4 separate regions of the Sus scrofa genome follow, and all the other regions are linked to region 2. A link is a contact called in public Hi-C and promoter capture Hi-C data. All regions are on one chromosome and are shown on one strand. The core of a region is the stretch at or near the end of the contact, and the rest is flanking DNA. Distances in the headings are between cores, read along the strand shown. Region 1 has its middle 340 kb from the start of KCNU1. Region 2 holds the start of ZNF703 (zinc finger protein 703). Region 3 has its middle 250 kb from the start of KCNU1. Region 4 overlaps LOC110257028 (a long non-coding RNA gene).

The links. Promoter capture Hi-C pulls out the DNA fragments that hold promoters and counts their contacts. A called contact is a pair of places that touch in the nucleus more often than the background predicts.
Region 1: a contact with region 2 is called in a promoter capture Hi-C map of liver, with 4 times the contacts expected there. The contact joins the enhancer-like site here to the promoter of ZNF703 in region 2. A contact is called at or near these places in 1 of 5 promoter capture datasets (liver), 4 of 47 Hi-C or Micro-C datasets (epiblast stem cells, fetal skeletal muscle, liver and 1 more) and 2 of 2 datasets of contacts at active chromatin or transcription factors (alveolar macrophages and skeletal muscle).
Region 3: a contact with region 2 is called in a Hi-C map of omental adipose tissue, with 1.8 times the contacts expected there. The contact joins the enhancer-like site here to the promoter of ZNF703 in region 2. A contact is called at or near these places in 16 of 47 Hi-C or Micro-C datasets (alveolar macrophages, blood, embryonic fibroblasts and 10 more) and 2 of 2 datasets of contacts at active chromatin or transcription factors (alveolar macrophages and skeletal muscle).
Region 4: a Hi-C map of embryonic fibroblasts shows a contact between it and region 2, with 4 times the contacts expected there. The contact joins the enhancer-like site here to the promoter of ZNF703 in region 2. A contact is called at or near these places in 11 of 47 Hi-C or Micro-C datasets (brain, embryonic fibroblasts, fetal skeletal muscle and 5 more) and 2 of 2 datasets of contacts at active chromatin or transcription factors (alveolar macrophages and skeletal muscle).

The regions. Positions count from the first base shown.
Region 1 is chr15:49,098,576-49,104,864 of Sscrofa11.1, forward strand. No RefSeq gene overlaps it. Among named protein-coding and RNA genes, the nearest start is that of KCNU1, 340 kb to the right of the region's middle. Within about 2 kb of position 4,711, at least 3 of the 83 cell types and tissues checked have an H3K27ac peak or open chromatin away from gene starts, as enhancers often do. A contact at or near this core is called in liver, where this site is marked.
Region 2 is chr15:48,691,760-48,698,637 of Sscrofa11.1, forward strand. ZNF703 (zinc finger protein 703) reads right to left here and starts at 4,880. Exons shown (of 2, transcript XM_003133370.5): 1 at 4,420-4,880; 2 at 557-3,438. The coding sequence starts at 4,662. The coding sequence ends at 1,906. It overlaps LOC110256999 (a long non-coding RNA gene), which reads left to right and starts at 5,014. Exons shown (of 2, transcript XR_002339108.1): 1 at 5,014-5,145; 2 at 5,933-6,878.
Region 3 is chr15:49,187,686-49,194,772 of Sscrofa11.1, forward strand. No RefSeq gene overlaps it. Among named protein-coding and RNA genes, the nearest start is that of KCNU1, 250 kb to the right of the region's middle. Within about 2 kb of position 4,111, at least 25 of the 83 cell types and tissues checked have an H3K27ac peak or open chromatin away from gene starts, as enhancers often do. A contact at or near this core is called in epiblast stem cells, omental adipose tissue and subcutaneous adipose tissue, where this site is marked.
Region 4 is chr15:48,954,965-48,961,491 of Sscrofa11.1, forward strand. It overlaps LOC110257028 (a long non-coding RNA gene), which reads left to right. Exons shown (of 2, transcript XR_002339184.1): 2 at 5,451-5,661. Among named protein-coding and RNA genes, the nearest start is that of ZNF703, 260 kb to the left of the region's middle. Within about 2 kb of position 4,512, at least 3 of the 83 cell types and tissues checked have an H3K27ac peak or open chromatin away from gene starts, as enhancers often do. A contact at or near this core is called in embryonic fibroblasts, where this site is marked.

The DNA.
Region 1 (6,289 bases), core at 3,461-5,960, 410 kb after region 2:
ATATTAGATTTGTGCATTTGGTGTCTTATTTAAGAAGTTCTTCATCCCCAGCACAAAATTATTCTCTTACATTTAAAATTATGTTCATAGTTTCATCTTCCATTTTGGGTCTTTAATGCATTCAGAAATTTCAGTGCATAAAATCAAAATGAAAAAATCTAATAGGTTTTCCCCCTATATAGTGCTGCAATTTCTAAATAACTTTTATTCTATTTAAAAATTCCCTGTTTTTCCACTAGATTTTGGTGATATTCTGTCATATGTCATGTCTCCATGGGTGCACAAACATATTTTTGGGCTCATTGTTGTTTTCCAGAGTTCTGTTTGCCTGTTCCTTCTACCCTATCACCTATTGTAATTGTTCTTTTTGTTATCAAAATGGACTTAGTTACCTGTGAATCATTCTTTTTCTATAGAATGTGAAATTAAGTTTATTCATTTCCTTAAAAATATTCTATAACAGTATTATCTGAAATTACTTTGAATTTTACATTCATTTGTTTAAAATTGGCATTTTCATAATGTTATATCACTTTATCTGCAAAAGATGGTACACCTCTCCATTTTCTCATTCCCCCCTCCCGCAATAATCCTTTATCTCCTTGAAGAGAATTTTAAGTTCTTCTCTATAAGATCTTGCCTGGTCTTCGTTAGCATAAATCCTAAATATTTTGCTATTTCCATTGCTGCCATAATTCTATCTGTACTTGAAATTTAACAGTTCTGTGGCCAGCCTGAGCAAATAATGGTGACTTTGATAGGATTGAAAGGCAAGAACTAGTCTTCTTTTCAGGGAAGTTACTTCATTGGTTTCTAACCAAAGATCAAACCAGGTGAGATGGAATTTCTGGAGAGAGAGGAAGTGAGGATTTCTTCCTGCCCTGTGACTTTGGGCAACTTGTCAAGAGTTCTTGTGACTCCCGAGACAATTTTTCTTTGGTTATCATTCTATTCGTTGGCTGGAGACAAGTGGAGCATGGGAATCAGTGCCACAGCCTTCTTCCCACCTTGCCGTATTTTCCCAGATTTTGAAAACTAACTCCTCCTGATTACCCACCTGATTACCCACCCCTCAGGCTTCTCTCCCTATGTGTCTCTATGTCTTTTCCCAAGATGTGTCGCCTCAGTGCTGAAACTCTCAGTTATCTGCTCGCAACACCGCTCACATGTTTTTCCAATACCAGCCTGGGGCCCTTGAACATATGTGCTGGCAGTGGTCAGTTTGGGCCCCTCCCAGAATATGATCTCTCCTTTCTGAAGTCCCATCTTGGTGTCATCTCTCCCCCCAGCCTGTTTCCTTACTGCTTTCTTTAAAGGCCAGGCATTCATTGGTTTCACCCCGAACCTATTTATTGAGTACCTGTTAGGTGTTGGGCTGGCACCCATGGTAGACCCAGAGAACTCAAGTCCTGCCTCACCTTTACTTACGGGTTTCATGAGAGAAGGGCAATTTCAGAAAGCTGCTGGGTAGAGAGCCCTCCAGCCCTGCAGTCAAGGTGCCCTGAGTCTGACTGCATCCTGGGTTTGTTGGGTTTATATTCCAGCAGGACAGCACTGTGTGGGCGGGGGTGCATGATGGTCAGGGAATGAGGTGCTCAAAGACAGGATGGACACAGTAAACTGATGACATGAGTTCTTTGCTCAGATTCTTCCTGGTGCTGGGGTCCTGGGGAGAGAGTTTGCTGCCTTTTGGTCCCAACATGAGATTCTAGAAGGTTCTACCATTTCCTTTGATGCCCTTCCCTCCCTCAGGGGGAGTGGGGAGTCCTCTGTGAATGCATGTGGACACTTCTTCGCTACAAGGAGTCCCTGTTCCCTCTGGGAAGGGGGTGGGGTCTGCATCTTACATCACTCCATCATTCCATCAGTTTTGCAGGAATTCCCACATTCTCCTTGAGACACGGCCTCTGGCTGCGGCAAGCATATTCCAGCCACATGGGGTGCTGGGCTTGGGAACCATTGAAGTTGGAGTTCTGCTACTTCAGAGAGAGGACAGCAGACATGTTCAGTACAAACCAGCTGGGCTCCAACTGTGCCCCTCCTGGCCTGTGGCTCTGAACCCCAGGAATGGCCGAGGCTGCTCCCGAAAGGACTGCATTGCTTTGTGTGGTTTGAGCAGCAACTGACAGAAGTACATGTGTGATGTTTCAGTCCAGAGCAGGTCAGTCTTCCTCGATGAGAGAAGTAGCGGCTGGCATTTATTATAACATCAAAGCAAACCTGTGTGTCCTCGGACAAGTTACAGACAATTTCCCCACCTCGGTGTTCTCATCTGTAATTTGGAAAGAAGAATCATATTTGCCCTATAGGGCTCTTCTAGGGATATGGTAATTTAATTACAGCGGTTTCAACTTACGGACTTGCCCATCAATTGTTCATTATTTAAAATATCAGGTCAGGAGTTCCTGCTGTGACTCAGTAGTAACAAACCCAACCAGTGTCCTTGAGGATGGGGGTTTGATCCTTAGCCTTGCTCAGGGAGTTACCGATCTGACATTGCCATGAGCTGGGGTGTAGGTCACAGGATGCGGCTTGGATACGGAGTTGCTATGGCTGTGGTATAGGCCTACAGCTGCAGCTCCAATTCGACCCCTAGCCTGGGAACCTCCATATGCCACAGGTGCACCCTAAAAAGAATTAAAGGAATTAAAATTAAACAAAATACCAGCGTTGTGATGGAGTACCCTTAAGATTGAGGCTGAGAGAGGCTACCTGACTCACATAGCAAATAAGTGGTCCATGTAGGATTGGGTTTGTGTTTTAAGCCTCAGACTTTATAGCTTTGCCGGACATCTACACTGTGTGGTTCTGGTGACTTCTGGAGGAAGCTGCACTTGCATCTCCACTTCTGGGAGTTCCTCACCCTCTGGGAATCTCTCCCAGGTCCCTGTGCCTGAGGCTGCATCTCTGATAATCTTGGTCATGCCAGCAGCAGGGAAGAGTGAGAGGAGACCTAGCCTGCTGATTCTTCCCTCTCATCCTGACAGTGCCTGCCTTGTCTGCCTTTCCTCTGCTAGGGAAGGGCAGCATCAGGGGCCATTAGGGGCAGGTTTGCAGAAAGGCCAGGGCTCTGGGAAGGAGGTGTGGCTACAGTAGCAGCATCAGAAAAAGCAGCCCCTAAACTCTGACTCCAAGGAGGGTGAAGGACAGGGTGAAGGACATGGATTCCAGGCTGAGATGCATAACCTGATGCACCTGATGTGCTATGATGCTAGGTGACTGGCTACTAATTTGATTCCTATGAAAGATCTGACCCTACTCCACCAAGCTTTCTCCAGCCCGAATCTCTCTTATTTATAGAGGTTAGAGGGAGGCTTTTACGTTTTTTTTCTCAGCTGTTTAGGAACTCAGACTTCTCTTTTCCACTTGGTCTCTGATGATCAAGGTCCAGTGGCAAAGATGTTCCCCTTCCTCCCTTCCCTCGCTGCCCCCACCACGCTGCCTCATCTATTAGCCTGCTAGTGCTGGCGGGAGACCCAGGGCAGGGGGTGGTTTATTTGATTGTCGTATCATTTATGTGACTGTGACTTCCAAGGCTATTATCTTTGTTTAGCACAAACGGAGAGCAGTTAGTGCTCCTGGTAATCTATCTGGGAATCAAAAAGCTATGGAGACAGAGAAGCTTCCTCGCCAAGCCTTTATCTCTCACCACCATCATTTTCTCAGCTGGGAGCAGGCGGCGACCCTGCTTCCAATCTGCTGCTCGATGATTTTAGATGATTGATCTTTCTAAAGTGCTTTTCCGTTTCTTGCCACACAGACGCGGATAGATTAAGCAATTATGGATTATTTCAACATCAGATGGCCCGAGACAATTAGTCAGAAGAGAGGCAAAGGAGTGGGTGGCCCTACTGGCTTTTGGTGAGAGGAAGTGGGGGAGAAGGAGTTGAAGATGGAAATGGGGAAAGAGCTGCCATTGGGATGCCAAGAGAGAATGCAGGGCTCAGCTTATCTGAAGGGAAAAGAAATACACACACACACACACACACACACATATGTATGTATATACATATTTATAAATAAAATATATAAAAATATATGGATAACACATACTATGTAATAATAATGTATTAGTTACTGTGGCATTGCAGGTTTTTTTGTATTAATTTTATGGCTGCACCCTTGGCATATGGAAGTTCCCAGGCCAGGGACTGAATCTGAGCCACAGCTGCAACCTAAAAGCCACATCCTTAACCCACTGAGCAAGGCAGCCCAAGGACTGAACTCACTTCTTCACGGATACTAGCTGGGTTCTTAACCCACTTAGCCACAATGGAAACTCCTGCAATCAAATCCTTAACCCACTGAGCCACAGCAGGAACTCCAGATTTGTGTGTGTGTGTGTGTGTGTGTGTGTGTGTGTGTGTGTGTGTGGTATAAAGGACCCTCACTATCTTTGAATCAGATGAGCACCTTCTGAGCAGCATTCCTTTAAGGGAGGTTATGCTTCTTGGAGGAAAAAAAAAAAAGGTTATGAGAGTGGGAGAGAGGCAGAGCAGAGCCTGTAATAAAAGACAATAGATTAGATAGTCTCTGAATGGATCCGGGGCCTTAAATCACTCCCCGGGCCTGGCTGCCAGGCCACAGACATCCAGAGCAGGGCCGTCGTGTTTTATGGTGTCCACAGCACTCTGTGGAGTGAGTTACAACCTCGTAGTCCGTGGGTGGCTCTCTGTTATCCTCCATGTAAACAGGTATTCAAATCCGGACTCCGGAACCTTTGCCTTGGCATTTCATCATCCTGGTAATCTCACCCCTTTCCCCCGCCAAGGTCGCTGTTTGGACTGCGTGACTTTCAGACTCTTCTCTGGCACTGGAGGCGGGAGCAGCAGGGCTGACAGCCGCCCGACTCATCAACCGGGCTGACAGGCCCAAAAATTAACTCTGATATTTTGTGTGGAATAATTCAGTGGCAATTGGGCCAGATGATGTTCTGTAACCTAAATTCAATTTCCATCACGGGGAAGCATCACAGAGCTTGTCACCCACTTGCCAGGAGCACCTAGCAGTCTAGGGAGTTTGCATATATATATATATACACACATATACATATATATATATACATTTATATACACTATGCGTCTGCCACTTCTATTAATATGCAGTAGATTAATATGTACACGATCTATTTGTTGAGCTGATCATTGATTACTTGGGGATGATTATCCGGGGCCCTGTCCTTCCTTTCCTCCTTTACTGCCTGTGTTTGATTCTCTCCTTTCCTATGGTGAGGGGCAGATGGGCAGGGGAGAGGTGTCAGAGAGGGAGGGAGGGGATGTGTAAAACACAACATTATACTCCTTAACTCTTCTCCAAAAAGCCTGGGGCAGAAGTGAGGCAGTCAGGACTCACCGATCTGTGTGATCCCCCGTCTTGGGTGCGGCAGTGCAGTGGGTGGTGTACAGCCAGCAGAGACAGCCTAGGTGAGGGTCGAATCCTGGCTGCATTTCCTTCCAGAAGTACATGACTTGTCAGCTCCCTTCAGATCTTGAAGCCTCAATTTCTTTATTTGTACAAATAAAGCATCCTTCTGGTGCCAGGCCCAAAGTAGGTATTCAAGAATGAAAGCTAGGGGTTCCTGTTGTGGCTGAGCAGAAGTGAACCTGACTAGTATCCATGAGGATGCAGGTTCAGTCCCTGGCCCCTCTCAGTGGGTTAAGGATCTGGCATTGCTGTGGCTGTGGTGTAGGTCACAGATGCAGCTCTGATTCAACCCTGGGAATTTTCATATGCCACAGGTTCGGCCCTAAAAAACAAAAAACAAAAAAAGCTACTGCTAGGCATGGAAAACAGAACACTGAATACTGATTCCCTCTCCACCTCGGCCCTTTGGAAAGGCTCCCCCTGCTGATTCCCCATCCAAGAGGCAGGCACCACACACTGGCACATCCCAGGAGATAGCACTTCTGTTAAAGGACCAAGTGGTGGGGTTAGAAAGGAGACTCTTCCAAATTAGACCTTGAGGACAAGAGAGAACTTGAAAGTGAATGACCCCCAGGCAGGCCTTTTCTAGAAGGAGACCCTGGGATCTAGGCCACTCAGATAAGCTGCTCGGCACCACAGCTGCAGGGCCTCAACCTCACCAACACATCCTGCTGGCAGCCCATTCCCAGTACAGAACAGCACCCCTGCTACTCCCTGTGAGTGTGTTGGAGACTTGGCCTTGGCCATGGGACTGAGAGTGGGATGATGTACTTATAGCGTCCTTTTGGAGGTGGGCCAGGTGGGCGCCTTTATGTTGATTTCTACGTATTTGAACGTGGTGGACCTGTGAGTTTTGTGACCCTGA
Region 2 (6,878 bases), core at 3,630-6,129:
CCTTCTGTGCAGGTGCTTTTACCTTTTGGCTTCCAGGTGTATAAAAGGCACTGTCGGGGAAAAGAAACCCTATTTGGAGTTCGAAGCTTGGATGGTGAGGTCGGGACTGACGCCAGTCTCTCCCTTCTGCCACCAGGTGGCGCCAGAGGCACGTCGCTTCTGCTCACCCGCAGGGCCTGGGGACAGTGCTACCAAGTCTCTGGGCCCTGGATCCCTTCTCAGCCCCTTGTACCTCGAATCTCGACCCAGAGGAAAACCCACATTTACACATCCCCTCCACCCTGTTCCCAGGAAATGTCAAGTCCTTTGAAATGAGGCTAGGCGCTAAGTAACCAAGTTGCGGGGGGGGGGGGGCGCAGTTTTAGGTTATTTGTAATGGGTTGGCAGAAGTTGTTTTTTTCTCCGCCCCCGCCTCCTTCCTTGAGCAAAGGCATTAAACTCGTCCTTGAACGGAAATCTGAGAAGGAAACCATAAGGTATTTTAGGCAAGAATAAAAGAGCATCTGCTAAGGTGTCTGGAAATGGGACGGTGGGTGAGGCAAGAAACACACCAGGGTGTGAATATAGCCAAGTACTCCATTTATTAACAAAATAAGTCTTACCAAGGGAGAGCTCTATTCATCCCCAACAGGCCCCGCAGCCCCGCGAGGCTGCCGAAGACCAGGAGGGAGGGAGGGTGTTGGGAGAAGACCCAGGGGGCGAGTCTTCAATCCCAATGACTGAGGGAGCCCACGGCAACTGTGGGGACTCTGTTGGGTAAGGCGTGGGAAGGGGCGGGGACCGCTATGATCCCCGTGCTCCCTGACTCCCCCACCTTCCCCCCCAACAGCTAACAAGTTTGTATCACCAGCTCGATATTACCACGGGTCTGCTTTGGAAGGATCTAGCAAGAATCACTGACCCAGCCCCTACCACCAGGACAGGGGCCGATGACCGAGAGAAAAACAGTGACTAGAAAAGCACTTCGCAAACTCTAAAGAGCAAAGTTTCATGCCAGCAGGGCCTTCTAAGGACTTTTTCTTGAGTAAGATGAGTCCTTGCAAGGTCCCCCACCAGCAGGCAGTGTGACCACTGGTGTTTGGAGACAGCAAGGGTCTGGAAGTGGGAAGGCTCTGTAGAAGGCCTCTAGGGCCACTGACTCTTGCTCAGAGCAAGACAGGGGAGCCAGACTCTAATTGGGGGTGGTGGTGGGGAGGGTGCAGCTCAGGAATCCTGCGGGGAGAAAGTGGGCGGGGAGGAGTCACAGAGCTGAGTTCCGGGTCTACAAGGGTGCAAGACTTCCAGCTCCCAAGGCCGCTCCCTGCACCCCCAAATGCCTTACAAAAAATATCTCCTCTCTGTTACTTGTACAAAGGAAAAAAACAAAACAAAACAAACAAAAAACCAACAACAGAACCGCTAATGGACGGAAACAAGAAGGAATGAAGGGGAAAGAGAAGCAGGAAATGTAGTTGGAACGGTTAAGAAGCATGCAAGAATTCCCCAGGAAGGGAAAACAAAAAGAACCCCACTCTCCCTCCTCCCCCGAAAACCAAACCAATCAAAAAACAAACAAACAAACAAAACAGGCAAAAGGAAAAAAAAAATAAAACTTACATCTAAGAAAAAGAAAAGCAGAAAATAAAGGAAGAGGGGCGGGGGAACCTGTAGTTACTCGTGTAATTAATATTATTATTTAGAGGGAAACAGACTTTTTGCATACCATTGACTCGTGTGGGCCGTTAATGCACTTATATTCCCAGCTTGTAAGCTAACATTATAGTAAATAAATACACAGTCCGGTGGGGAAGAGGGTCTGGGGGGGGGATCCAGCAAGGATAAGCAGTGGCGGAGGCTGCAGCGGGAGTAGGGGGGGAGGGGAGGTGGGGGAGGGAGGGGAGGCTGGGGAGAGAGGCAGGGCTGTAGTTACTGGTATCCGAGAGCGGAGGCTGAGGCCAGTCTCTGTCCGTACAGCGCGTACGGTGAGTAGTAGGGTCCGGCTGTGGGAAGGGACGGCACGGCCAGGCCCCCAGCTGTGGATAAGTGGCTCTTGCCGTAGGGGTGGTACCGGCTTAGCCCCAAAGTGTGTGGACTCCGCAAAGACAGCGACCCGGGGCTGCCGGGGGCGGTGGGCGGGGGGAGGTGCAGATGGCAGGAGGCGGCGGCCGCAGCCGCCGCAGCGGCGCTGCCCAGGCCTGAGGCCCCAGGGTAGGCGGCCAGAAGTTTCTCCGCGCCGGGCAAGGCCGTGTGGGTCCGTAGGTGGCTGAGCAGCTCCTCCGAGGTGGCGAAGCGCTTGTCGCACGGCCCGCTGGCCGCCACCCAGTTGCAGCTGTGCGGCAGCGGTTCGTTCTGCAGCATGAAGCCGTAGGTGTAGAGCGGGTGGCCGGGGAGCGCAGCCTGGGCGGCGCTGGACGAGAGCGCGGCGGGCTGTAGCGGGTGCCCGGGGTACACCAACGGATAGCCCCCAGCTTTAAGACCGGGCCCGGCCGGGTCGTGTGCGCTGCAGGTGGAGCAGCTGGAGCCTCCAAGGTGTGAGGCGCCGTGGTAGCCTCCCAGGCAGTAGGGGTCTCGGCATAATCCCTGTAGGAAGGAGGGCGGGGAGGCCCCGGTGAGCGGGCTGGAGCTGGGGGGCTTGCCCGGCGGCAGGCCCAGGCCCCCCGATAGCTGGCCTCCCACGAGGCCGGACTTGCTGGGATCCAGGCCAGGCACGAACTGAGACGGGTAGCCGGCGTAGGCGCCCACGATGGAGCCGTGGTAGCCGATGCTGGAGGGTGGCAGCGGGAACACCGAGTGGCCCGGCTTATAGGGCGACACCGGCGCCACGTGGCCGGCCCCCACCAACGCGGAGGGCGGCTCCGACTTGCGCCCGGAGGCCCCGGCCTCCGTGCCGCTGCCGCTGTGCCCGCCCGGCTCCCCACCGTTGCCGCGGCTCACGGCCGCAGGCTCCGGGCTGGGCTTGGGCTCCTGGTCTTTCTTGTCCAGCTCCCCGCTGCCGCCTGCGCCGCCGTTCTTGCAGTCAGAGTGGTGCGGGGAGCCGCCCCGAGAGCCACCAGGGGAGGATGAGGACGAGGACGCGGAGACCGGCGCTCCATGCGGGGGGAAGGGCGTGCAGGCGGCGCTTGGGACCCTGAAGCCCGCCTTGTCTCCTGGGGACAAGGAGGAGGAGGAGGAGGTGGAGGACACGGAGGAGGAGCCGCTGTCTTTGCGGGAGTCGCCGCCTCCGGAGCCCTTGGAGTAGGGCTTGAAGCTGGACTTGTCCTCGGCCGGGGAGTCCCCCAGCTGCTTGAGAGCCGCAGAAGCGGAGGCGGCGCCGGAGGCGGAGCGGCTGGGGTCCTTCTCTGCTCCCAGCCCGTTGGCCGCCGCTACCGAGTTGAGCTTAGACGAGGGCGGCGGGTCCGGCTTGCCGATCTGCGAGCAAGTCTGGGCCAGCAACGCCAAAGGACTCTTCTTGGCGTCCAGCTGTGGGAGACAGCGGCAAGGGGAGGGAGAAGGGGGGTGAGACGAGAAACCGCTCGGGAGAGTGAACAAGTGGGGTGCCTGGGAAGCTGGGGGGGGGGGCGAGGGGAGCCGACGAGGCGGCGGACGAGGCGAGAAGACCTTGGGGACAGGGTCTGGAGAGCGAGGGCGGGGCTGCTGGGCGGAACTGCGCTAACCCTGCCGGCCGGTGAGATCCCTCGCTCTCGGTGTCCCCGGAGTGCGCCACCGGTCCCGGGAAAAGAGCAGTGGAAGTAGTCTACCAAAGGTGACTTCTCTGGAGTCAGGGCTGAGGGAGGGCCTGTAACTCGCCCCCTGCCCTCGAATCTCCCCCTAGTCTATGCCCAGGGAAAAACTTATTGCTTCAGTTTGGGTAACTTCGCTTAGGACGGGTTTCAGGCGGTGGCGCCGCGGGGTAGAAGCCGGGAAAAGCGCGTTCTGAAGCTAGGGCTGCCGTTGGCGCTCTCTTGGTAGCCCCTCCCTCCCGGGGAGGGCACCCAGGGAAGTGGGAGGAAGAAAGACCTGGGATCGGGAGTGCCGGGGCGTAGTGCGCTCTAACCGGATGGGACAGAGGCGGAGCAGGACCGGGCCGATCCGGCTTCAAAGAGAACAAACCCGGGTAGAGAGAGGTGGGCGGGAGAGGCCCAGGAGAGATCTTCTCCGGCCTGGAAACTGGGTGGCGAGGAAAAGTAAAAGACCCAGTGGAGACTCCAAGAGCAAACCCAATCCGGGAGAAAACATGTAGCTCCGAAAGGCGAGTGTGGAAGGGGAACCTTTCCGGAAAAGCCCAGGGAGAACCGTGTGGGCTCTGATCCCTCTGTTCTCCGTCCCTTCTCACACCGTCCGCCAGTGTGGCCGGACCTGAGCGTCGCACCGAGCCCCAGGGCGCAGGGAGCAGGGCCGTGGGCCCGGCAGTGGTGGGCGGAATGGGGCCGGCGCTGGACTGGCAGCGACCAGTCGACTGACCTCAATGGGGCTGACGGGAGTGGAGGACAGCGGCTGCAGGTACTCCGGATGCAGGAGGTGGCCGGTGTGCGCGCTCAGCATCTTCAGGACCCTGATGGGGAGCCGGTTTGCCTGGCGCAGGGGGTCCGCCGGGGGCAAGAGAGACACCGCCGCCGGCACCGCCGGCCTCTTCCCGCCTCCGCCGCTACCGCTGCCGCTGCTTTCGGGTGTCCTTGGGTTAGATCCAGCGGGCGAATCGCTCATTTGGAGGAGGCAGCGCCACTGGGGGGGCGGGGAGGGAGGGGGAGCACCGGGGAGGCGAGCTCCCGCGGCGGGTGGGCTCGCTCCGCAGCGCCAAGCGCGGTGCAGCAGCCGCTGCGCCTCCACCCCTCCTCCACCGACGCCACCGCCGCCGCTGCAGCCGCCGCCGCCGCCGCTATTCCCGGCGAGCAACACAAAAACCTTCGCCTTCCGCGAGCCGCACGTCAAATAGCCGCGATCGGCAGCCACACTTCAAAGGGATCGCCGCGGCCGCCCAATCGCAGCTCTCGCCGGGACCCCGGGGCGGGGAGAGCGGCGGGCGGAGGCCGGCGCCGCCGGTGGGCGGGGAGAGCCTTAAAGGGGCCTCGCCTGCGCGCGCCTCTCCCGCCTCGGCCTTTACCACTCTCCGCACTCCTCCCCTCCCCCCAACTGGGCCACCCCTACCCTGGGGTCCCGGAGAGCAGGGGACTTCTCCGTGACCCCAAGGTCTGCGCCCTGTCTTTCGCTAGCTTCCCTATCGCTCTGTTCTCTCTCCCTTCGCACCGCGGGGAGTTGGTGCTGGCGGGGGCAGTCACCCTCAGGCCGTGTGTGTTTGGGGTGGGGTGGACTGGGGTGGGGGTGGGGTAGGAGCTCCCGGCGTTGGCTCTCTTACAGTCAGGTCCAAGCCTCTCCCCGAGGCGGCCTGGGGGCGGGCCGTGCCTCGGGAACCCAGCTCTGCTGCGGCCCTGCTCAGGCTCTGCTCAGGCTCAGCTCCGGCTCCGCTCCGGTCCAGCTCTCTTCCCCTAATTGGCTTCTCCCGGGTGGGCTCATTTGGAAGCGCTCGAGACCCGGAGGCAGCAGCGGTTCTCGGGATGCGGGGTAAAGCGCTCCAATAACTTTGAGCCAGTCCTGTCCGAAGCCTGCAAGTTTGAGGACTCCCTTAGGGGGTGAAATGATTGCGATAAGGCGCTGTTCCCTAGGTTGTGCGCGCCGCCGGCGCACAGATTTATAGGTTCGATGTTTTTGAGTGTGTTTTCAGGTTTCTTACAATGTCCTGCTTAGAGGCATAAAATTCTCTCACGGCACAGAGCCTTGCTGCTATTTGGGGGTTGGGGGAATCTAAGTGCTGCACCCGGATACAAACTCTAGAGATGCGTCCCCCACATGTTTTCTTCTCTCGGGGCTGGGGAGGGGGTAAATTTCCCAGGGAAATTTCGGAGTTAAAAACTTTGTATTAAAAATAACAGTATTCTCCTCTACTCCACCTCCTTCCCCTGGTGCCTTTCTAATAAAGTTTGCATTGCCAGCCTCGCACCGGGCAGAGATTTTACATAGACCTAATCTCGACATCATTAAGGTTCCCTGCCTGCGGATCAGAAGGTGAACCTGGGTCTTTGTGCTCTGGCCTCCGGGGAGACCACTTCGCCGTGCTCTCAGCGACCAGTGGAGGCGCGCTGGTGTCACTGCCTCGCTTGGAGTACCACTTTCCCAGCTCGAATCCATCACTCCGATTGTCAGGCCTGTCACTCGGGGCATATTGCTCCAGGACTACCCGTCCCTGACTCTGCTGCTCGTTGATCAACGCCCTGCGATCACATGAGAACCAAGACGGGGATAGATGATTTCAAAGGGGTCCTTCCAACAGAATGAAACAACTGTCATGGAAATAACAAATAGCAATCACGAACCTTTATCATGTTCCGTAAAGGAGGCAGCAGGCACCACTCCCAGGCCCTATCCGTCATACGCTCAACTGAATGTACTCCCTGGATGCGTCTGTTTTTTAGACAGTATGCATAGACCTCTAAAAAATTACACAGGCTTTCCCTACCCTAACTTTCATCCTGGTAAAATTAGGTTACAATGAATGCCAGGGGATGTCCTGACTGGGTGATGTATTCCATATTGCAGCAAGAGGGGTACCAGAAGGAGGGGGGGCCCACTTATTTCATTGTGGTTGTCCTTATTCCCCACCCCCATCTCTTCTCGTGCCAGCTTCTGAGTACTCTAACGTCCCTGCCACTGCCAACACCAATTTTAAATGTCCATTGCAGGGCTGCTTCAGTCTTAGAGGTCATTTGGCCTTTGGGAGACTGCTCTGCAGAGAGAGGAAGTGAGAATGGAAGAGGGTGGGCCTTTGTAGGCATTTAGAGGAGGAACTGGGAAGAGGGGCACCCTTGGAGACAGGAAGAGATGAAAGACCCCTTCTTGATGATTGTAACCAGCTCAGCTGTGAGTGC
Region 3 (7,087 bases), core at 2,861-5,360, 500 kb after region 2:
AAGGTCCATACCTTGAAGGGTTCTCTTGGCCATTTTAAGAGGTTTGCGCTTTATCCCAAGGACAACAAGGGAAGAGATAGCACGTGGGAAGTAGAAATGGAATATTTTAAAGTTTTTATGGAGTTCCAGTTGTGGCTCAGTGGTAATGAACTTGACTAGTATCCACAAGGATGTGGGTTTGATCCCTGACCCTGCTCAATGGGTTAAGGATCTGGCGTTGCTGTGGCTGTGGCATAGGCCGGCAGCTGCAGCTCTGATTTGACCCCCTAGCCTGGGAACTTCTATATGCTGCAGGTGCAGCCCTAAAAAAGCAAAATTAAAAAAAAAATTTTAAATAAAAAAAAGTTTTAGGGAAAAAGAGTTATGACATTTGCATTTTGGAAAGACTTCTCTGGGGACTTCTGGGTAAAATGTGATTATGAATGTCTAATTCTATCTCCCAGAATTCTATGAAAATCATCTATAAGATTAAAAATAAATAGGAAAAACATATAGCAGTGCAAGAGACCAGGAACAGTGTTGTCTCCAACTCAGCATGTAAGTTCAACAAAGTTTAAGTAAATAATGACATTGGATCTGATGAAACATATATCAGGTCTCTTAATATATACAGAACCATGTACTCTCCAAATAGAAATACATCTTCTTTTGAAACATCCATGCTATGTTTATGAAAATTAATCCCACTCTTGGCTACAAAGAAATCTTCAATAAATTTCAAAGACTAGAAATTTTACAGGCCCAACTGTCTGATCATGATGCAGAAATAAAAAATTCTAATAAAAGTACATCCATAAACAATCCATCACTTGGACATTAGCAGGAAAAAGAAAAATAACTTTTGCATAGCACAAAATAAAAAGCAAGGAGAATCTACAATTACAGACTATTTAAGAAGTAACCAATAAGTATAGAGCATTTGAAAGATGAAACATTATCTTCCCAAAATATTCTATGGGAAAACATTCAAGGAGAAAATACTTCTTAGGCTATTTAAGCCATTTCAGAGTATAGGAAAAGATGGAAAATTTCTCAGTTGACTTGTTGTCGTAATAATGAACCCAAAACATGACAATTAATACTTTAAGTGTGAAACTATAGGTCAATCCTGCTTTTGAGTATGAATGAAAAAATTCTTAAAATATTAGCAAATTGTATCCAATCAAATACCAAAGGATGATTATGGATGACCAGGAAAGGATTATTCCAGAGATGCAAAGATGCTTTAGTATTGGAGTGCCCTTTGTGGCTCAGCGGTAACGAACCTGAGTAGTATTCATGAGGACGAGGGTTCAATCCCTGGCCTCACTTGGTGGGCTAAGGATCCCATGTTGCTATAGCTGTGGTGTAGGCCGGTAGCTACAGCTCTGATTCGACTCCTAGCCTGTGAACCTCCATATGCCACACCTGGCCCTAAAAAGACAAAAACACACACACACACACACAAAGATGCTTTAGCATTAATCCACTTTAAAATAATATTCACCATACCAATAGCCAAGCAAAACTGTAATGTTAAATTGATAGATGCCCCAAAAGATTTTATAAAATTTAATTTCCATTTCTAATTAATTACAAACAATTCTTACTATGCTTGAAGTATAAAAATACTTTAACATGATGAATGACAGGTATACTAAATAAAAAGCCATAAATATGTTTAAATAATAAAATGCTATAGACATTTCCATTTAAGTCTAGGACAAATGAAATATACTGGCTATCAGCAGTATAACTTAATCGTATTTTGAGAGTCCCAGAAATAGGACAAGTGAATAAGGAGCTTAAATATTGGGAAGGAGAAGGAAAACTTTGATGTAATTTACAGGGCATAGTCTTGATAACCTGGAAAATCTGTAAGATGGATTTGCAAAACTGTTAGCATTAAAGAGTGTGTAACAAGATGGCTGGTTACAAAGTAAATATACAAGCCTTGCTAGACTTATTCCATAGTTTTCCTCTGTACTAAAACAGTCTATTGGATAATATATGAGTAAAAATTCCATTCACATAGCATCAGAAGATTATTCAATTTCTGGAAAATAACCAATGAGAAAATTTGCAGCAGCTACATGAAGAAAATTTCATAGTTGTTCTGAAACATAAAAGATGACTTTAATTAATAAGGACCCATGAGGTGTCCCCAGGTGTTAGAGAGAATATTAATTTATAACTGAGTGTAGTTACAATGAAATTTCAATAGAAATTGGGAAACGTTTAAGAGTGGTAGCAAAGTTCATTCAGAGAATATGGAGAAGAAACCAAAGATATTTTGATAGAGAAGATATGAGAGGTTGCTTGTTCTTGCACATAATAAATTGCAATATAAAAATTAAAATAGTAAAAACTGAGAGAGACAGACAGACAGACAAGCAGATGTAGATCAGTGAAACTAAATTGAAAGTCCAAAACCGACTGAAGTACATTTGTGGGATTTTATATATATATGGTATATATATTTTATATATATATAGTATTTTAAATCTTATCCCTATCTTGCCCCTCCCCCGTCCCTCTTCCTACTTTTAAGAAAAATAATTTTGTTAAATTTCCCAAAAAAGAGAAAATGAGAGAAAACCATCAATTGATTTTTAAGGGAGGGGCAGGGGGTATCTGATATTTCCTTCTCTCCTCTTCACCACCTAAGGACCAAATCACTTCACCTACAAAACTCTTGCACGTGTTTTCACGGGCCGGCCACACCAAGAGTGGTATTAAAGATTTCAGGGTGAACCTGACTTCCTCCAGGGATGAGCTGGGTTTTGCGAGACTTAAAGAAGGAAAGTGGGCGGGGGGATTCAGGGCAGGGGTTGGAAGGCAAGTGGAGAAAGTGGGATGGGCATCCGCTGGAACAGTCTTGGTGCCAAGGACAACAAAACGGGCCTGTCGTCTATCCAGAAAGTCCGTGAAGGACATCTTTTCACGGGAGCCTTCCTGTTGAAGATTCCCGCTGGAAAGACCTCTTACAGTCGTTCCATCACGTTTCTTCCCTTTCTTGGGTCAGAAGTTCTGTTCCTCTGTTATGAAAGTACCCTCTCTTGAGCCTGTCCATCAGGTGACTGCAGGGCCTTCCCTAGCCTTTCTGCCTGGATGAACTGCCTCTCCATCCCCCATGCCTTTCCCTTGGGGCTCTCCTGCCCCACCCCCGAGACACCAGCTCCTCTGATTCTGAAGAAAGCATGGAAACACAGGCCCCTTCCCATCATCTGGGCTTATTAAATAAAGCTGAGTAGCAAATGATTCCTTTGGAAGGTCTGGGGAGTGACCTGAGTGGCAAAGAAAAGACTCTCAGCACTTTGAAAAGGTGGCTGGCCATCTGGCCTGGCCAAGACCCTCATTTTACATTTCCACTGGTACAAGACTCAAATCATTTACCATTAAGTTCTATTTGAATAAAATGGTAGGAGACACTTAGGTAATATTACAGGGCAATAAATGTTTAAGAGTCTTAAGGGGTGTGAGCTTTCCAAAAGCAGTTCAGGCCCGGATGCTAAAATACTCCATGTGTGTGTATATATGTATGTATTATATATATTATATGTGTGTGTATATATCTATAAAACCTTTTGCAGACTTTTGGCTTTTGCTCACATAATGGAAGATTTTTCCCCCCCTTTCCTTTTTCTTGCATGTTTTGAATTGTTTCGGAGTTTCCTTGCTACAGTCCCCTCCCCCCTTTTTTCTTTTTTCTTTTTCTTTCTTTTTTTTTCCTTTTCTTTTTTCTTTTTTCTTTTTTTTTTTTTTTTTTTTTAACTACACCGGTAGAAGCATGAGGGAAATGTAGTTAAAATTCAAAATGCTTCCTCTTTATCATTACCATGAATCAACACAATAAATGAGCCCCTTCAGAGCACGGTAATAAGAATTTGATAAATCATCAGCCAAAAATTAACTAGATGTCAAAACAATCTTTGGGAAGTGTGATGGATTAGGGGTGATAGCGGCAATTAATCTCCCAGCATGAGTTCACCAGAGAGACACAATGTAGGGAGATGGATTGTGGGGGGAGGAAGGTTTCAGGCCTTGCAAGGTCAGGAGTCTACTAAAAGGAGTGGGTGGAGGCTGGAGAGAGAGACGGAGAGACACACACACACACAGAGGGAGAGGGAGAGAGAAGATCATCTGAGTTTGCAATACCCAGGCATCCAGCAGCTGAGCTGGAGGTCAGTTCTGCGCCTTTGAAAAGCCTTCTGTCTCCAGCTGCTTTCTCTGATGAGGCAAGCACTTTTCCTCTTGCGCTAATAAATGCCACAAGTCAGCTCGTGGGGCTCAACACATGGCCTCCAAGAGTGGGAGGCTTGGAGGGCTTAATTTACCGAGAGGGGTAGCTCCTTGGAAACCACGACGGGAGGGGACGGGAGGGGAAGGGAGGGTCTGGGAAGAGCCGGAGCGGTGACGGGAGCGCCCCCTCTGGAATGTGGAGTTCAGCTCTGGCTCTGTCAGGGCACAGCCCAGGGAAGGGCGATGCTTCTATGGAAGGAGGAGGGGCCCCTCTGCAGGCGCCAATCTCATAAATCTCCTCTTTCTGATTAGCTGCCTCTTTTATTTGCCTTTTTTTTTTTCTTTTCAGTAGAGTTCACAATGGCTGAGGAAATGGCAGTTTGAGAAGAGGATACAGAAATGGCCCCGTTTTTAACTTCCTCATCAGGCTGGTGAGGACAGAGAGCCTGGCGGGGCTGGCAAGGCTAGTCTTCAAACAGGGCCACATCTCCGCATTCTGTCATCAGAGGCTCATGAACCTAAACTGGAAAATGTAGGCTGTGCTGATGGGGATGGTAGGGGTGACTGGAAGTGAGCTGAGCAGAAAGGAGGAGAGAGGGACACACAGCTCCATTTAGCCAGTGAGAGGATCACGTATTCACCTGTCCTGGGAAACACTGCACACTCATGGGGAGGTGAGGAGAGCTGTCATATGCGGGGTGCACTGTGTCAGGCCATGGGAGCTGCGATTCTTGGGTTGTTGCTTTACTCCCCAAGGGAGACAGAATTTTATTAGCAAAGATTCCTGTAAGATTTACCTGCTCCTGTCAAATTTGTAAGTCCTTCCTGGCTATCTTTGTAATAATCCTGAAACCATCTTAGTGCCTGCAGCCGTGAAATTTTTTTTGTTTTTGTTTACAAAGCTCTGTGAGAACCCTGTGTCTTTTCCCAAGAATCCTTGATATTTTTCATGACACGCCTTCCTGGTACACAACCGAATCCTAGCCTTTAGCCATAACATAGTCTATTTGAAACTCTTCAGTCTTCACATATAAAAGTGAGGTAAGGAAGGTTAAATGATACGCATCATCACAAAAGTGATGAGAACACCCAATCCACTCAGCTTTGCCCCCAGGGCACTTCTTACCTTTAAAATCTCTAGCTCTGATATTATGGAGCACTTGGGGTGGGGTGATTCTGGCTGGTTTCCAACCCAAGGCAAACCAAAGTAGACAGAAAACATATAGAGCCAACCTTTTTAAAATTTTTTTTAATTTATTTATTATGGAGTTCCTGTGGTGGCGCAGTGGTTAACGAATCCAACTAGGAACCATGAGGTTGTGGGTTCGATCCCTGGCCTTGCTCAGTGGGTTAAGGATCCGGCGTTGCCGTGAGCTGTGGTATAGGTCGCAGATGCAGCTCGGATCCCATGTTGCTGTGGTTGTGGTGTAGGCCTGTGGCTATGGCTCTGATTAGACCCCTAGCCTGGGAACCTCCATATGCCACAGGAGCAGTTTCAGAAAAGTCAAAAAGACCAAAAAAAAAAAAAAAAAAAAGCCAATTTATTTATTATTTTTTATTTTACAGCAAAGACTTAGTGCTCTCTAGCTGCCAGGAATGACGGATGGTAACCTGGTCTGGTCTTCCAGAGAATGAAGAGAAGTGGCAGGAATGGAATGGAAAGGAAATGGTTTCTCTCTGACTTACCATTGACCTTGAGCCAGTGACTCCATCTCCCTGCATGGTGGTTTCCTCCTCTGTGAAGGGGAACACCCATCCTTCTACCTCATGTGTTGTTGTCAGGATCCAGTGAGTTTTGTCAACCATGCCTGCTTCGCCTATAATGTCAGTTAATGCTCTTCTGGAGTTGATGGCCGTGTCTTCTCCCCGATATGCCCATGAACTTCCTACTGGCTCCATGGGTCTTAAAGCACAGTCTGGCTCTGGCTCTATGACTCCATGCTCCACTATATCAGGGAGGAGGTTGTGGGCGCTGGCCCATGTCACCCAGACTGCCTGGCCTCCTGCACTCCTGCCAATGCTATAATGAAAGGTCTAGGGGTGTCGAGACATTGTTCCGTTTTCTCTGCTGCAGGGCTACGTCACCAAAGATTCAGTGTCCAACATTCAAACATCATCCTGCTTTCATAATGGAATTTTTGTTTTTGTTTTTTCTTTTTAGGGCCACACCTTTGGCATATGGGAGTTTCCAGGCTAGGGGTCGAATTGGAGCTGCAGCCTACACCACAGCCACAGCAACACAGAGTTGGGGCCACATCTGTAAACTACACCACAGATTGTTGCAACGCTGTATCCTTAACCCACTGAGCGAGGCCAGGGATTGAACTTGCACTACTCAGGTTCTTAACCCACTGAGCCACAACAGGAACTCCCATGTACTGGGCTTTACCTTTTCTCAAGTGTTTTCTCATAACTTATCTTTTCTTCCCCATGAGAGCCTAGATTCACCTCAGCCTTATTTCTTCTTCCCTTTTCCTTTTCTATTAGCAACCTTGTTGGGGGAAGTACCAGGATTCTTGTGATAATCTAGGAACATCTGCCTTGGCTATTTTATTTTGCTGCCACGTATTGTTTCGAATGACCATGAGGGCTATGAGTTGAGAACTGCCCTTCCACGGAGGTCTTGCTGTTCTCGCTCCAGATTCTGGGGAGGGACCATGGGAAGTGGGTGGCTCTCTCCTCAATGAGAAGGGAATGTGAACTCCAATGGTTTCTGGAAAGCTGAAGCTACTCTTTGGGGCTGACAGGCCCAGACAATCCCAAAATGGACTTGCTTCACTTTGCTCAATACAAGGATTTCCTCAGACTGTGTGCTTTACTGTAAACACACTTATAAAGACTGTCAGACATACACACGTATGCACAA
Region 4 (6,527 bases), core at 3,262-5,761, 260 kb after region 2:
CGTGTGTAGCTCTGCCTAAACCAAGGTTTCCCATTTTTTAGTCCCTCTATCATGCCTTGGCCAGACAGTGAGTGGTCCTGCTGGGGAAAGGTGCTCCAATAGAACCAGTTGCTGTGCCAAAAGATAGACAAGCAAGGCACTAAAAACATCCTGCTGACTGCAAGGAGTTCACAGCCTCTTTGGAGAGACAAGACTAGTTTAGGAGCATAACAAACATAACATTCATTGCTGAGTGGTGTGGCAGAGACTCTAAGGAGAAACTCCAGGGATGATCACCAGTGAGGACCCAGTTGGTGATAAGAGGTACCTGGGTTAGGAGCAGCCTAGATAGTGGGAAAAGAGAGGGCATTTCCAGTGAAAGACTCAACTGGAACAAGTGTGGCAATGTAGAAATGGACAAGGCTTGGTGTGGACAGGAGCAGTCAGCTTGGCTGGAACTGCGGCTCTGTGGAAGGGAATTATCAAAGTACAGGGGTGTTAAGATGCTTTTGGTTGCAAGCAACAGAAAGCAATCTGATCAACTTTAGGGAAACAAGGAGTTTATTTTAACTATACAAGGGAGTCTCATGGAACGGGAAACAGAAAGAATCCAGTTCACCATAGTTTGAACTTGGACATATTAACATGTTTTAGGATGAATTTTTACCCTTATAATTTTACTTCTCCCTCTTTCTTCTTCTTATTTTTTTTTTAATATTTCCTTACATGTTTTTCTCCTTAAGAAAGAGACCCATTGGGGTAACACATTTTGTACCTTTGTAGTTTCTTTCTTTCTCCTCCTGTCGACTAATGCTGGCATTTTCTCCTCTTTTAATATATTAGGAAAATGCCCCCAAGCATCTTATATTCTAGTCTACACAAGGCTTCCTTTCTGTGGCTTGAAATTCAGCCTTTGCTTGAATAATGGAGGGTTCATTACTTTGAAAGGCATCCCATTTCATTGTTAGCTTAGCTGGTTAGAAAGTTGACTCTAAAATTATAGTGATTTAATTGTAGGATACCCCACTTGTTTATACTTTACATAAAAGGGAGCTTTGAGTTTGTCACTCTTCTGCGTCAACTCCCCTAACGGTGCTCAACCACCTTATACATTTTTTTTTTAAAGAAAAGGGGGGTTTGTTTTTAGGATACCAGGAAGTCTCATGGGACCGAGGGACTCAAGGGGTGCATGAAAATCATACCAGCACCCAGGAGGGTCTTACTGTGCCTCTCATTTCCATCCTGGTGGCAGGTTATTGCTGCCCTCAGCCTCCTGGTTTCTCTAATTCCCTTCTGGCCTACTGGCTGCTATTCCGGCTCAATTCCAAATTCCCAGGAGAGAGAGAACCAGAGCAGTCTAGCTCTGGTCCAATCAATTATGATGGGGTAGGGAGCTCACCAAGTGCAGGGGAAACAGAGCATTGGGTGCTCCTCCTGGGGGCGGGTGGGGGTGGGACGGCCCTAGAAGAGGAGGAAAGAATTGATTGACGAAGTGAGGAAGACTGATTAACACAGACTGCCTGCCATTTGGTTCTTCCAGGCTTTCACGGGAAACCAGGTGAAACTATTTCAGTTGTCTGGGATTCCAGAGGTTTACCTCTCTTTCCGCCAATACTGAGAAATCCAGATTTTGAAAGCAGAGGAGCTAAGTTGTGATCACTCACTTGATAAAGAGGCTCCATCATACTGGAGGGGGAGACATACCGGGATTCCCTCCTACTTCAAATGGTATTTCCCCCAATTCTCCTCTCATGACACTCATCTCATCTGCAATGCTACTGCTTCCCTTGACTTGGGGACCATCCTCCAGTGGGGTCCAGGACCCCTCCCCAGCACCCTCAGTGCTGGCAGGACCCAGGAGGAAGTGATTCTCACGGCCTTTTGGCCAATGGCTGCCCACCATCTAGAACATGAGCTTCCTGAGGGTGGGGATATGCTCTCAGCATCTCTGCACCCATCAGTGTCTGAGTCAGTGCCAGTCACGTGGCCATGCCAATAAACTCTTTATTGAGCTGAATGAATAAAGCCAGTTTTGCTCATCACTGAGCCATGACAGGAACTCCTCCCATATGGCACTGCCTTTTCTGGTTCTGCCAGCAGCATCTCTTAGGGGCAGTGTGACCCCAACTCTTGTTTAGTCTCAGGGTACCCTTCGACCTGATCCACCTCAAATAGTATCACCCAAAACCTTATTTACATTCGTCATGGCCACTGCCTCCCTTTGGGAGAAACAGGAAGCCAGTCACTCAAAGGGAAAACCCACTGCCTTTGATGGAGGCCTGGAGGAGACTGTGTGGCCAGAGGGACCAGCAGCCCTCCACCTGCCGGCTCCCAGGCTCAGCCCTCTCAAGAAGACCTGAGGTGAAAGTCCGGCCGGCGCTTGGCCCACCCTGGCGAACTCCTTGCCTTGGATACCGAGAAGGCGACAAATGAGACCAAATGAAAAATATAATGATGCATATTATATTAATCATCCTCCCTTTTTCTGACACCATAAATCTTCTCTCTAAACTCCTGGCGGTGATTGCATCATCTCGCTCTCTCCTCGAAACAGCACAGATTAAGATAAAGTGATGGTGCTGTGTCAAAGAGAGCTTTACTGCCACACTTGGGATACAAAGAGAGAGGTTAATTTATCATCACTGGGGAGAACTGACAGAAGAGAGATATACTACCGAAAGGGGATTTAGCACAGGGCCAAGAAACTTCACACTATTTTTACCATCTGTCACATGCTCTAATAAAGCAGGGCAAAATATGAAGAAAGGAAAAATGAACTATCAAACACTGATGTAATGCAGCCCATAAATCTAATTTAATTACTTTGCATGGAGACAGGTCCTCGAGTCTGTGTGAATATACTGGATTTTCTTGGCAACTTAACAACTAAGTGTTTTAATAACATCACACTATAATTTATTCTGCTTGAAACACAAAACCCCTTTTGTGAGAGTTTCATTTTTGAGAACTGTTAATTTTTTCGGCTAATGTCAAAACTGGCATAAATTCACATGTGAACTTGAAGCCTGACTGTGAAAAAGGCTTAGGTTACTGCCTGCCTTTTTATTGTTGGCACTTTTTCCCCCTTCTGCATGCATTAGAAATAATTGGGCTTTGTTGATGACTTAGGTGAAGAGAGTTGTCTTGCAATTAGATTTTAATATAATGACAAAGGGTGTGGGAGAGGGAACTCTTTGTAAAATATAAAGAGGTAAGAAAATGCAAAGGGGAATAAAAAAATAAATTCTCATTTTCCAGCAGAACAGCCAAACCCAAAGTACAGCCTGGAGCCAGGCTGTCCCCAGGACCATGAGAATTTCACTCTGGAGCATGTAGAGTCTCAGGGCAGAAGGGACTCTGGGAATGCAGGTCAGCCCTAGAGGGAGCCACCGGGAGCAGAAAATAAATCAAAAATAAAATTAATATTCATCGGGTGTCTTCCCGAATTTGGATGCAGTTACAGAAATTATTGTTAATAATGAAAGCCATATATCAAAGGTTATAAAATTCATCTGTGCTAGGACACTATTTTTTTAGGCTTTGTTCTGAACCATTAAAGATGACATATTGCATTTGTGTGCCTCTGTGTATAATAAGATACATTTAAGTGTGATTCTAACCTGAACTGGCAATTTTGGCATTGAACCTGAGTTCTTCAATGGGGGCTGCGACACTACGGTCCAGAGGAGGTTCTCTGAACCCATCTATTCTCTGCTGACCTCCCCCCCTCCCCCTGTAGGACAGGAGGGAAGCGTAATTCATTTGTTAGATCATAAGTGATTCATGTTGGGAAAATAAAACTCTTGGTCTCTTGACAAATTCAATTGAAATATAATGAGGGATAAAAAGCAAAAAAAAAAAAAAAAAAAAACCTAAAACCTATTCCCCCCTTCCACTTCTCAAACCCCAAGCTCTCACACTAAAAGAAACCCAAAATGGAGAGCTAGACAGTCTGCTGAAGTTCATTGCTTTATGCCTCCACAACACTTAATAAATCCTTATTATATGGAAATCTCTGTAGGACACACTTTGGGGGCATTTGCAGTTTGGCAGCAGAGAACCGATGGGCAGAAAAAGGCCTAGAGTTTAGTACATTCTGAGAAAGTTTCACCTGGTGGGCCCTATTGATAGAGGTCATGGAAAGGGCAGATACAGAGCTGGTCATAGTATAGACTTAGGCTAAAGCAGAAGTGATTCATCTGGAACATTCTAACACGTAGCAGCCCCAACAGGAAATGGACCGCATACGCGTGTTGTTGAATATTTATTGAATGCTACTGGTGATTTGCTATTTGTTAAATATCTAGATGGATTCAAGGGCCTTGAAGCCAGGAAACCGAGGTGCAAAGTTTTTTAGAGAAGCGCTTTCAAATAAATTTCTCCTCTTGCCTTTTTTTTCCTTCTTCTGAAGTTCATATTCCCCTGTTCAGACTTGGAAAACGCTCAATTCTTGTGGTTTCTTGTTCTGTTGAATTTGTGTGGGAGAAAAATGTACAACCTTGAACTCTGAATGAAGCTCAGTGTGAAGAGTGGTGGTTTTCAGCTGTGCTATTTCAAATGCTCTCATTGGTATTTTTAAAGACTTCCCACATATTCGGTTACTGACCCAGGGCCTGGAAGAGCGAACATTAAAAATTAAAAAAAAAATTAAAAAAAAATCAAACCACCAGTATTTACTTATGAAATGACTTGGTTATAGCCCAGCAATCCAACGGCCTTAAAATGAGTGTACAAATTGAGAGTTTGAAGGGTTTCTTTTTTGGCATTTTGATTTCCTCATCTGAAAAATGGGGCTATTAATACTTACCTCCTGGGGTTGTTGTGAGGATTAAATGCGCCTACATAGGTGAAGCATCCAGCTCACTAAAATGATGGCTGCAATTATTATTTTATTATTATTATTTTGATTTCGCTCCCTTTTCCTCTCAGCATTTCTAACCAGCCACCTCTCCCCCATACTCCCTCCACCCCTACCCCTTAAAGTACTTTTTTTTTGCAAACCTGCTGGAATCCACTTCATTCAGCCTCCCCCTTCTGGCCCAGCTGCAGACTGCAACCATGTCACTTTTACAAAAATACTTTCAAAATAGGAAATGTTAAAAAAAAAGTTGGGTGTCAGGTGGACCCAGACTGTTTTCTGGATGTAAACCTTACAAGGGAAGGAAATACTGGGTAGGAAAAAAAAAAAAAAAAAAAAAAAAAAGCCCTAGCTCAGGGTATGCTCTGTGGCAAAAAAGAAATTGTAGACTCCAGGTTCTCAGAAGCCTGGAAAAGTCTTTCCAATCAAGGCGGGTGGGAAGTGGGGAACATCCAGGAGGTAAAAGGCCAGTGGAATTTATGACACTGCCTCCTTTAATAGCTAACCGTTAGCCCAAGTGCCCAACACAAGGTGAACTTGACCTTTCCTATAAAACAGTTGTACTTGAACTCTCCGTGCTGCTCCAAGGCTCTTCATATTCTTCTTTTAACAGGTACCTTGCTTTAACCTTGCTGGTCAAGATGACAGATCATTTACATTAACAGATTCTGCGGGCACTCTCCCGGTCGGAGCTGGAAGTGCTTTAGCCCCAGGTGACCTGGGCAACCAAGAGTGACGATCCAGGAGAAAGAAGCTCCAACGGCCAAGACCCCATCTGGAAGGAGCGGGGTTTCAAGCACACACCTTAAAGCCACCTGGGTCCCTGTTGTGGCACTGAGAGAGACCGAGCCACCCTGAATCTTGAAAACATGTCTCCACATTTTCCCAGTGGCTTTAATGTTTTGTTTGTTCATTTCTTCATTTAGGCATCAAACAGTTGGTGTCTCCTTATTGTGTGCTGAGCATTGTGGCAGGTGCCGAGGATGCTAGGGAAGGACAGCTTGGCTCTGCTCTCAAGACACACTGAGTGGAAGAGAGGACATGGACACAGACTCCCTTAACCATGACATGATGTGAAAGCCACAATAGGATGGGTGTCCGAGCAAAGCCCTGCAGGAGTGGAGGAGACCCTTAGCGAGAAACGGGGTTGGGGGGGTAGGTTTCCAAGGAGCTGGGGGTAGAAAGATGAACAGTATTTGTCTCAGGGTCTTGGTGGGAGGAGTGGCATTTCTGATGGAGGGCAGAGCGTAAGCAGAGTTTAGAAGAGTGACTGGTGGGAGCTCCCATTGTGGCTCATTGGGTTAAGAATCTGACATAGTGTCTGCGAGGATGTAGGTTTGATCCCTGGCCTCACTCTGTGGATTAAGGTTCTGGAGTTACTGCAAGCTGCAGTGTAGTTCACAGATGTGGCTCGGATCCGGTGTTGCCATGGCTGTGGTGTGGGCTGGCAGCTGCAGCTCTGAATCGACCCCTGGCCCAGGAACTTCCTTATGCTGCAGGTATGGCCGTAAAAAAAAAAAAAAAAAAAAAAAAAAAAAAAAGAAAAAAGAAGAGTTACTGGTGGACAGGAGAGCCAAGCTGATGCTACCATAGTCTGTGATCTGCTGTTATGTAAGGTCACAGGTAGGCAAGGGTGATGAAAGAGCCAGTAAATCTCTAGCTCCCCAGTCACCTAGATCTTGTTCTTCAA